Linked DNA regions of Rattus norvegicus: region 2 is linked to region 1. A link is a contact called in public Hi-C data. All regions are on one chromosome and are shown on one strand. The core of a region is the stretch at or near the end of the contact, and the rest is flanking DNA. Distances in the headings are between cores, read along the strand shown.

Evidence for each region. Hi-C and Micro-C count contacts between places; a contact is called where the count stands out from the background.
Region 2: a Hi-C map of the A7r5 cell line shows a contact between it and region 1, with 14 times the contacts expected there. The contact joins two enhancer-like sites. A contact is called at or near these places in 4 of 12 Hi-C or Micro-C datasets (the A7r5 cell line, Schwann cells, frontal cortex and 1 more).

The regions. Positions count from the first base shown.
Region 1 is chr6:40,691,780-40,697,040 of GRCr8, reverse strand. No RefSeq gene overlaps it. Among named protein-coding and RNA genes, the nearest start is that of Cyria, 80 kb to the left of the region's middle. Within about 2 kb of position 1,975, at least 17 of the 93 cell types and tissues checked have an H3K27ac peak or open chromatin away from gene starts, as enhancers often do.
Region 2 is chr6:41,715,861-41,721,121 of GRCr8, reverse strand. No RefSeq gene overlaps it. Among named protein-coding and RNA genes, the nearest start is that of Ddx1, 38 kb to the left of the region's middle. Within about 2 kb of position 2,606, at least 21 of the 93 cell types and tissues checked have an H3K27ac peak or open chromatin away from gene starts, as enhancers often do.

The DNA.
Region 1 (5,261 bases), core at 726-3,225:
GCCCCTCTTTGTCCTTCAGCAAGTTGCCGATGTAGTTACCTGTATTGGATCTGAACAGAGAGGTGTCTAGCACAGCCCTGTTCTTCAGGATAAGTTCCGTGTTCCCTCCCCCTAGGACTCAGCGCTGAGGAGCAGCTGGGGCTCGTGCCCTGGTTTTTGCAAAGTACTTGGAGAACAGATGCATCCAACAGATGTAGGCGCTGGGACTTGGAAGAAGCCCTTCTCACGTGGTCAGCACTTGGCTTCCCTCCCTGCTTCTGAGTTATCTCTGATGAGGAGCACAGAGGAGGGCCATCTCCACTCTGAGGAGATGTGATATAAACACTAAGTAAAAACAACTGTGAAAGAAAGTATGACCCTCTCTGCTTCATCGTCCCCTATTTTATTTTCTGCCCTTTGATTCGGGCTTTGGCCCCTCTGTGCATTTATGATGCTTCACTGAGGCCAGTGACTTCCTAAGTGGGAAATGACACTGCATACAGCTGCGGTTCCAACAGTTCCAGGGCATATTAAACTTGGGATTTTCAAACAATTTCATCAGAAAATATCAGTGAACAAAGAGGGGAGATGACAAGATCTTCAAATATCCTCGTCTGTCAGCTTGAGAGAGCACAGGCTAATTTACACATAAATTACATCTTGAGGGTCACTCTTCCATGGCATCATCAAAAGGATACTTTTGACCAAGAAAGGGGATTTGTTTTTCTTTGGCTGACATTGCTGGCAAGCAATACTATTCAGGCTTCCTGTGGTTGTATAGCCTCACCTCTGAGTCAGACATCTTCATGAAGCTGTAGAACAGCCACCTATAAGTTTGGCTTAGGTCTTCACTGAAGCAGCTTCGAACCACCTATCTCAGTATTGTACCACAGCAACCACCTTGCCACAAGATTGGCTATGCCCTTCTCCTACTTAAAGCACCATGATAACTATGAATCATGCAGATAATGTGGGACCACTTTCCAGTACCACACAGGGATTACCTGCTGCCCATTCTTTAGCACCCTGTCTCTGCACTAGATGTCCCTTCGGTTACGATCAAAGTCCCAGCTATATCAAAATTCTCTCCCTCCAAAGCCCCAGGCTTTTCTAATGGCCAGATGCCTTTGTTCTCAGCACCCCTGTCCTGTTCCCACCCTTCTGTTCTCAGTTCCCTTGTCATCCGGATCAGTGTTAAATCTCTTACACTGCTACAAGACAAATGGCTGATAGTGCTTATTTAACATATCACAGCAGACCCATCAGCCAGATTCTTCTCCCCGGCATCTCTCATGGCCTTCGGGGACTACCCTATAGTCTGAACTCTCCAGGCACTGGGCTGCATTAACCCCCCAGAGGCTCTTCTCTATATAACCCAGCCATTTTGGTTACTACCCTCTCCAATCCTTTGGACTCTCCCAGATGTGTCCACTTCTGGTAATGTTCTCCCTTTTATCTACCATAACCTTTCTCCTCCACTATTCCTAGGGGCGGTCATATTCCTTTATTTCTTTCCCCTTTCACTCATTCAGCTACATCAGCCTGACCAATCAGACCCTCCACTGGATTGAGAGGATACTGCCCTCCTCTTGGAGGACCACTTGTCCTGTCTCTATCATCTGACCTTTACCTATTGGCCACCTCTGTTTGCCTGTTAATCCGGTGGTAACGGGAAATGGGACCACTCTGTCTCCTGGAGGCCTGGCATAGATGCAGAGTGCATTGGAATTTGATGAATTTATGAGCGGTAGAGCCAGGCTCTGATGAGATAACCTCTTGATTTTGTCTCTAACCCTGTCTGCCTTCAGCTCATGTAGAAACAGCTGCAGGGCTCGCAGGCCAAACCCCTTGGGCCAGAGAAACAACTGTCTTGTGAGTGTGTGTTCCCCCTCAAAACAAAGATTGCAACATCCTCCTGGCCTGGAGTTCACAGCTGTGGGAGGAGGTTGTGCTGGGTAGTGCCGGGTCAAGGAGGCAGAGGTGGGGGTGTGGGGAACTGGTAGGTCAGAGTGAGTACTGAGGTAGAGTTCAGCCCCACCCCCCACCTAGCCCATGCAGCCTGACTATGCAAACACTCTGGGAAGAGCCTGTTTTCCTTAGCTTCCTCCCCACATTTTACCTTTCTCTGCTATTTGATTATGTGTGAATTCCTTCTCATCCCTCGGGGAGCTAGCACCCCACCGCCTTTGCAAAATATCTGTCTGAGTTACAGTTTTGCAGATCATCAAGCTTCAAGGGCATTCAAACGACCTTCTGGTGGACTGCGGTGTCTTGGTAAGTGATGCCCTCTGGTGGTCAAATGGAGTAGTTACAATTCTCGGGGAACGTGAAGTAAGTCCATTGGCTTTGCAGTTGCTGGGTATGAGGCTCCAGGGTGGTGTTCAGCAGATGTCCCACTGTCCCTGAAAAAGTGGCTGAAGGGCAACAGGGTTATATATGTGTGTGTGCGCGCGCGTGTGTGTGTGTGTGGGTGTGTTTGTGTGCGCGCGTGCGCGTGATGGGGGTGCTGAAAGTTTACCTTCTAGAAGCTGAGAGCTAAAGAGTAGTTTAGAAACTAGTACAGCCTCAACCACTTATTTCTTAGACGAAGCCGAATCCAGGGAGGGAAAAGGGAATTTCTTAGTCTGTGTGACCAGATGAAGGGGCAGAAAAGGCACACAGGATCTGAAATTCCTCCCTTCTAGCATCTTCTAGCACATTAGGCCACTTGCCATTTAAGTCCTGTGTTTGATTTTACTAACGCTAGAGGAGACTGGCATCCTCCCTCTAAATTTCCGTCAGGTGGGCTCCATCTCAGTCTGCCTTGCTACACGTAGTTTTCTACAAATAATCAGAGTCTCCATCCAAAGTTCCCATCAGCTAGTCCGGAATTTAGAGGGTAGGATTTGAACTGTGGACGCAGAGCACAGAAACAACCTCCGGGGTCTTGACAGTTTAATGAAAAGTAATAGACAGGCAGAGAGACCAAGAGGCATAGGTCACTGACAACTTGAGGCACTAATGGATGTTTCGAAGATAATTAGTAGGGCAATTTGGTAGAGGACAAGTTTGAATTAGGCCCATTAGTGTGGTCAGGAAGGATTTCACTAAAGAAGCAATTCCTACTAGCTACGAGGGTGAGCGCTCAGGGCAGGTAGAGGAGAGGTGTGCAGATGCTCTAGGTCTGGGGTGAGATTGGCAGTTTCCATCATGGAGAAGGCTCGAGAGGTGACAGACTAGTGGCCAGGCAAAGCACATCAGGGCAAAAGCAAGGAAGTCAGGTGAATTCATGGCAGGCCAGAGATACGATCTGATTTACACCTCACATGAATCCCAGACTATGACACTTGCCAGTCTTCACTTTCACACCCGCTCATTGCCTCCAGAAAGTCCTTCATCACCCTACCAAGTGGGAGTCACTTCTCTGAGTCCTGGTGCTAACATCTCTGTGTGTCTGTCATTGGGGCTACCAGGTACACATCAACTGTGGCTATGTCTCTTAGCTACACTGGAAAAATAAGCTCTGCGTTTAGAGAGACAGGGACAAGGGACCCAAATCTAGGACAGTCTGCCAGGTGCAATGTGTCTGTCCCTATGACACAGCTTCTTAGTGTGTAAGGTGAGAAAAGAAGTGCACATTGCATAGCATTTTTTTAAAATTAAGTAATAAGAATAAAATGTCACAACAATGGCAGGCACCATGTCGCCTCTCTTTAAGGAGTAGATGTTCTTTCATGTCCTAACATGAAAACATGTCTAACATGTTAGATGTCCTAACAGCTATGTTGGTAGCTGTACACTTTGGTAGTTGCATAGGGAGACTTTGGAGGGAACATATTTAGTCAGACTGAAGGAGAGGATGAGGTTGGTGTCATTGGTTGATGGAATTCTGAATTAGTGAATAAAGTTAGCTTATTTAACTATATTCCCTTTGACAATATACACTAGACAAAACATCTTGGGTTTTTTTTTGATTGCTTTTGTTTTGTTTTGAGACAGGGTTTCTCTGTATAGCCTTGACTATCCTGGAACTTTCTCTGTAAACCAGGCTAGCCTCAACTTCACACAGATCCACCTGCCTCTGCCTTCCAAGTGCCAGGATTAAAGGGGTGCACCATCACAGCCAGGCTAACATACTGTTCTTGTGTAGTTGTTCTTGTGCATTAGTTGTGTGTTTACACGATGCACGGGCCAAACGTTTTTCCCTACACTAATCTTCAGTGAGGATGGTCTTTGTTTCATTGGCACCTTCTTCAAACACACGTGGCTCACATGGAAAAGAATGAAGTTGGACATTCTGGTCTCTTTCTGTACCGTACCCACATCTTCCTTGTCAATGTTCTTCATTTACTTCCAATGTGTCATTAATTTTATAATTATAATAATTAATATTATATTTATTAACATACTCTTTTTTTCCATCGTGTCTAGTTTACATTGCCCTATTGCTCTTGGAAAGAGGGCCCGCTTTGGAGTGTGATCAAACTATGAGGCATCGCATCATTAAAGAAAACTGAGTCTCCCTCTTTTCCCAGTTATCAAACCCCAACATCTCCTCTGCTGGGGGTGGGGGAGATTCCATGCACACATCCTCTCTCCCACACTGGGATTCTATTCCGATCGAGCTTGGGCAGGTCTCTTGCATGCTGTAACAATCGCTGTGAGTTTGGGAATGTCTGCTGTGCCCTGCTGAGTCGGGGAAGTAAATAACCAATTTGACTGCCCTTTGTCTGATGCCTACTGCATGCCAAACTTGAATTAGGGATGTTATGCATATGTTATTGAAATTTCATAATGAGAGTTATTATTGTAAGTGAGTTCATTAGATAGAGTTTAACTAAAGTCCTACGGGCTCCACACTTCACTGTAATCTTTCATGTCTTAAATATTTTCTAAAGGAAAATTTATGTGTTAAAGTCTTGGTCCTCAGCTTCATGTTCATACAAGGTCATGAAATTTAAGATGTAGAGTCAGTCATTAGTTCACTGGAAGCATCCCCTCAAAGGGAATCATAAGACCGATGTCCTTCCTTTCTTTTGTTCTCTTTCACTTCCCAGCCATCAGATAAGCAGTTTCCTCTAAGATCCTTCCTGATTCCCACCATAGTGTGCTATCCTATCCGTTACAGGCCCAAGAGCACTGGGCAAACTGATTGATAACTAACTTCTAATGCTATGTGCTAAAACAACCTTTTTACTTTATAAGTTGATTCCACACAGATATTTATTACAGTGCTGGAAAGCTGTCCTACATGCTCAGCAAAAGCTACACTGAGAAGGAAGCTCCAGAACCACACTTCCAAA
Region 2 (5,261 bases), core at 1,357-3,856, 1.0 Mb before region 1:
AAAGCCCTGCCGAGTAAGACAGACATGATAGTGGAGACAACCAGGGTCAGGTCTGTGGGTCTGTGGCTCGTTTCCAGCCGAGTACACTAGGTGGTGCTAGTGTCACGCCATGAATACCCACAGAGGCCTGAACACATGTGCTGGTGTATTTTTACCACTTGGGGTCACTTAAGGATTACCTGACTTGCCTCTTTCCCATCTAAGCAAATTCACAGATTCCAAGGAATTATTTCCTCATTACATTTGTCAGAGGCTGTGGTCTTTTTTTTTTTTTTTTTTAAACCTAGATCTTGAAGGCCAAGAAGTGTGAATTGGGATTTTTTTTTCCTCAACAAATTGGCCCCACATGGTTAGTGCCTGGGTGGTTCCTCCTGTCACAGTAGGGTGGACCACCACCCCAGCCTTCTCTTGGGCCCACCCACCATTGGAGACTTCTCTGTATAAAGAATTTCCATACGTGTCAGGATCCTGCTTATGCTAATTGCTGCGCTCATTAACATCTCCAGAACTTGGAGTGCTTTTTCTCAGTCATTTCCTTTGATTCAGCTAGTCTCTGAAAGGCCAGCTCTGAATGAAGGGTGTGGGCATCACGATAACTAATTGCTGACACCCACCGGCCTCCTGCCTCCTTCACAGCTGATCCTAGGAACTACGCCACTGCCCCTTGAGAGCATGCTAGAAATTTGTGGAATGGCCCTAGTGGACTTGCCTGCCTCTGGGTGGGTATGGGTGAGGACAAGGGCAGGATGTGTGGGCTTGCACAGCACAGACAATGAGCTTAGTCACTTGAGATGGCAGCTCATGAGGACTCAGTTGACCGCTCAAAACATTGAGAATCTTTCAGAATCTCCCTTCTCAGCAAGTGACGTCTAGTTTCCTTCCTTTTTTTTTAACTTTACTTGATGTATGTACATATTTTACGAGCCTGGTACCTGTGGAGCTCTCAGGATGACGTTGTATCCCCTGGAACTGGATTTACAAATGAGCCAACATATGAGTGCTGGAACCAAACCCAGGTCCTTTGCAAGAGCAACAACTGCTCTGAAGTGCTGAGCCGTCTCACTAGCTGTTATAGCTTCTGCTATCAGTGAATACCTGCTTAGGTGCTGGAAGCAGAACCGAGTCACCAACTCAAGAGCATCCTCTGCTGGGGCCATTTAAATCTGTGACAGGAATCCATTTGGTTTCTACGATTGAATGCATGGTTAAACTTACACTTACTGTTGTATGCTTATCAATCTGTGTCAAACCCACCCAAGAAAATGAGATAGGCCTCTACTAATTAAATCCAACCTAAGATGGGCACTCAAAGTCCTCTACAATTTATTTCCAAACCTTCCTCCTTAAATCCTCTCAGTTCATACCAGCCACCTGGTCTTCTCACCCCCACCCCATGTAAAAGCAACTGGTAACACTTATTGGTCTATACTGTGAACTTAGCAGCATTCTACGTGCCCATTCTGGTTCAGTCCTAAAACCCAGAAGCTAGGTTACCTACACCTTTCCCTCCTAAAGGCGAGGAAGCCTAAGCACCGAGAGGGTAGCTATTAGTAATGGCACTGTGACTGCCTTTATTCTTGTTCGGCTGCCTGCTGGGAGAGCTTCCCACCTTCTTGACTGTCAAGATCTTACCCAGTGTCGGAGCCCTGAGTCATCCTATCCACCCCCTTGAGTGCAAAGTCAGCCCTGGAGTGCCACCTAGAAGCCAGATGTTTTGTATTCTGACTCGTGTAAGAGCCAGGCTATCCTTTTGTCAGGTAAGGAGCCTGAGGCCCAAGAGTCGTGGATGTTGAGTTTCTCAAGCCCTGGAAGGTAGGTTTTCCTGCTGGGCCCCTCCAGGAAAACCTCTGCTCATCTCTTTGTCTCCCCTACACATTATAAGTTAACTCAAAACTCCCTAAAACTGGCACACACCTATTCCAGGAGGATCAAGGTGCTCCTAGTGCAGTGGTTCTCAACCTGTGGGTCACTAAAGGGATCGCATATCAGACATTTATATTACAGTTCGTAACAGAAGCAACACTACAGTTCTGAAGTAGCAACGAAATGATTTTATAGTTGGGGGGTCACCACAGCATCAGGAACTGTATTAAAAAGTTGCAGCATCAGGGAAGCTGAGACCCATGCTCGAGCGAAAGGCCTCTGAGCTACACTACCTCTCTACAGTGTGCAGACATCCTCACGTTATGGGGCATTTTCCAACTGACGGGACTCTTCTGCTGAGGTGATAGACACGGAGACCTCCAACAGAAAAACACCAAGAGGCCTTTCACTCCAAGCAGGAAACAATATCCCACAGTCTTAATAACCCCAACAGAATGAGAGAATAGACCACTTTCAGTAGAAAAATACAGCTTTTTTAGCTTTCTCAAGAAAACCTTTGACCAAAATCTGAGCATGATTTTGAGCATATGGGCCCCAAATTCCAATTTGCTATGGCTGAGATTTCACTGGTACGATGGACCGACACACTCGCAAGAAATATGTGAATTCATCATGGCTATTTTTGCAGCGCTGAAGCTGGCACACTTCCAAGTTGAGAACTTTCTGCTTTAGCAGCTCTCGGTTATTTGAGGCTGGATGACTCACTTAGTGTTACATCCTCTTGTTTTCCTCCCCTGGGCCCCTCCCACCTAAGAGGGCTGGCAGGGGCAGGGAGGGTTATGAAACCCAAGCTGCTATCTATCGAGGACCGCACTTCTTGTCAGCTTTTGTTAATGCTTTGTTGGGAACTACGCTTTCTGCTTCTCCTCAATCCCCTCCCTACTAGGCAAGTCACCTCTGCCTTTATGTGTGCTCCAAACCTTTTGTTCCTTCTGTTCCTAGAGTGTACATTTCCTGCATTTTATTTACCTGCTTAGACATAGTGCCTCTTGCTGCAGAGAGAAGGGTGTTTAAAGCAGGCCTGCTTTCAGGATCCTCTGGACCCATGACACAGTCTGACTAGCAGGCATTTGTTAAACTGGGAAAAGAAAGGGAGGAGAGGGGAGTAGGTAAGTGACAAGACCCTCCCATGAGAACCAGCTAGCACAGTTAGGATGAGAAGTTAGAATCTGTTAGCTTGTTTTGTTTTGTTTTGTTTTGTTTTTTTAAGACGGGAGATAGGCATATCTTGGAAATTAGTCTGTAGCGAATACAGGGCTGAGCCTCGACTATTTCCCTCAGACTAAAGCCGTGTTGATGGAACTCAAAACCAGCCAGCTACCCTGCAGAACCAGCTACTGGGAGGAAATCTTTCTTCCCACCACTGTGCACTGCCAGTCATCCAGAGGCACTGCAGCAGTGCTCACTGTGCAGGCTGTGTCTTGGTTTTCTGCCTGCCTGCCTATCTGTCTGTCCATCCACCAACCCATTCATCTGTCTGTCTATCTATCTATCTACCTATCTATCTATCTATCTATCTATCTATCTATCTATCTATCTATCGCTATCCTGGAACTTGTTCTGTAGACCAGACTGGCCTTGAACTCACAGATCTGTTCGCCACTACCTACCCAGTGCTAGAATTAAAGGCATGCACTACCACCCAGAGTATTTTTTAATTCTTTACCCCTTTGTGAAGCAGGAATAGTTATTGTCCTTTAAGGAAACCGTGGTTTAAAGTAACAAAGGTAACCACTCAAGAATACTATTTAGATACTCCAATACCTGGTTTTCAACAGGAATCAGAAAGACTTAATTGTAAAGGAATATAAGCTGAGAAGACTCAATCTTTAGAGGCCCCAACAGCAGAATACACATCCCTCTAGTGCGCAGAGAGCATCCCCCAGGATGCGGTAGTCCATAAACAAGCCTCAGTGTGCTTACAAGAACTAGAGCCACACAGGCACCAAACACACTGAAATGAACTTGGAAGTCAAGAACAGAAAGCATGGACATAGTAGCAAGCACAGGGAAGAAATGGAGCCAACGCGTCAAAGAAGACCTCCTGAGAGGAGTTAGAAACTGCTCTGAGAAAGGTGAAAGCTGAAGTGGTGCTTAGAGGGAAATTTATAGCCGGGAATCATTGCATTAAAGGGGGGAAAGAGGGGAGGTAGGAGATGCACCTGCTGTTCTTACAGAGGGTGTGAGCTTGGTTCCCAGAAGCCACTCATGACTCCACCCTAGGGGATCTGATGCCCGCTTTGGGCTTCAGAGGACACTAGTCATGCACATGGTACACATACATGCATAACTTTTTAAAAAATGATATAAAAAGAATCTCATGTTAAATCCCCATCTTAAGGTACTAGGGGGAAGAAAGAGAGAAGCAAGTCCCAAAGCATGCAGACGGGAGGGAACAGTAAAGATTAGAGCAGATGTTAATAAAAAATGGAAACAACAGAAGAAAATCAATGGAACCAGAGAGTCTTGTTTCAGAAAGATTAACAAAGCCGGCAGAGCTTTGTTTAGAAAGAGATGAGGTCTTTTTCCCAAGGTGACTCCAATAGGGAAAGTCAGAATGAAGATTCTGAAGGAAGGCAGTCAGTGTCAGGGTTCAGACTGCAGCTCTATCTCACTGCTTAGCCTGTAAGTGTCAAGGCCCAGGGACTCCTGTCACTCATTTGCACATCCCTAGTGCTTTTACTCTGCGCCTGGCACACAAGAAAGACTCCGGAAATGTTTGCTGAACTAAAATGAAAAGCACACTCCTCCCCGTCCTTAGCCACCATCTGTGTACAATGATAAATTATGCTTCCAATGCAGATCAAGCTGAATCGCACAATTTCTGATGAGGGAAGCTGGAAACAGCAAACTGCTAGTCCTTAAAAATAAACCCTTCGGCTTCAGAGATTTGGCCCAGAAATGAACCGGGTTACAGCTCAAGCCCTGACACCGACTTTATTACCCTGGAGCCAAAGGGATGATGTTTCTGGCTGGAGAGAAACTTGATCACCTTGACCTGGCCCTGGGTACCAGGTGGGAATTCATCTGCCCTGTCCCCATTCTGGACTCCCAGGGAGATGAGTACTGCTTATAGCCACCAATGGCCCCTCCTCAGGTGGATCTGATCCACGGGAGCCCCCAGATCCAACCTTTTCCCCCCAGAGTGATAGATTAGGAACAGAGTTCAAGGTCCCAGCTCCATGTAGAACCTAGACTTCTGCGATTTCCTATGAGTTAAAATGTGAGCAATATTGATTGATCTTAATGAACTGCTGGGTCCTGGGAGGCTGGAGGAGAAGGAAGCCCAGATAATATTCAGTGGGGTAGATGTTGCCACATGCTCAAACTGGACTGAAGCGCAACCTGTTCCAGGTCCACGGAAGATGGCATGGTCT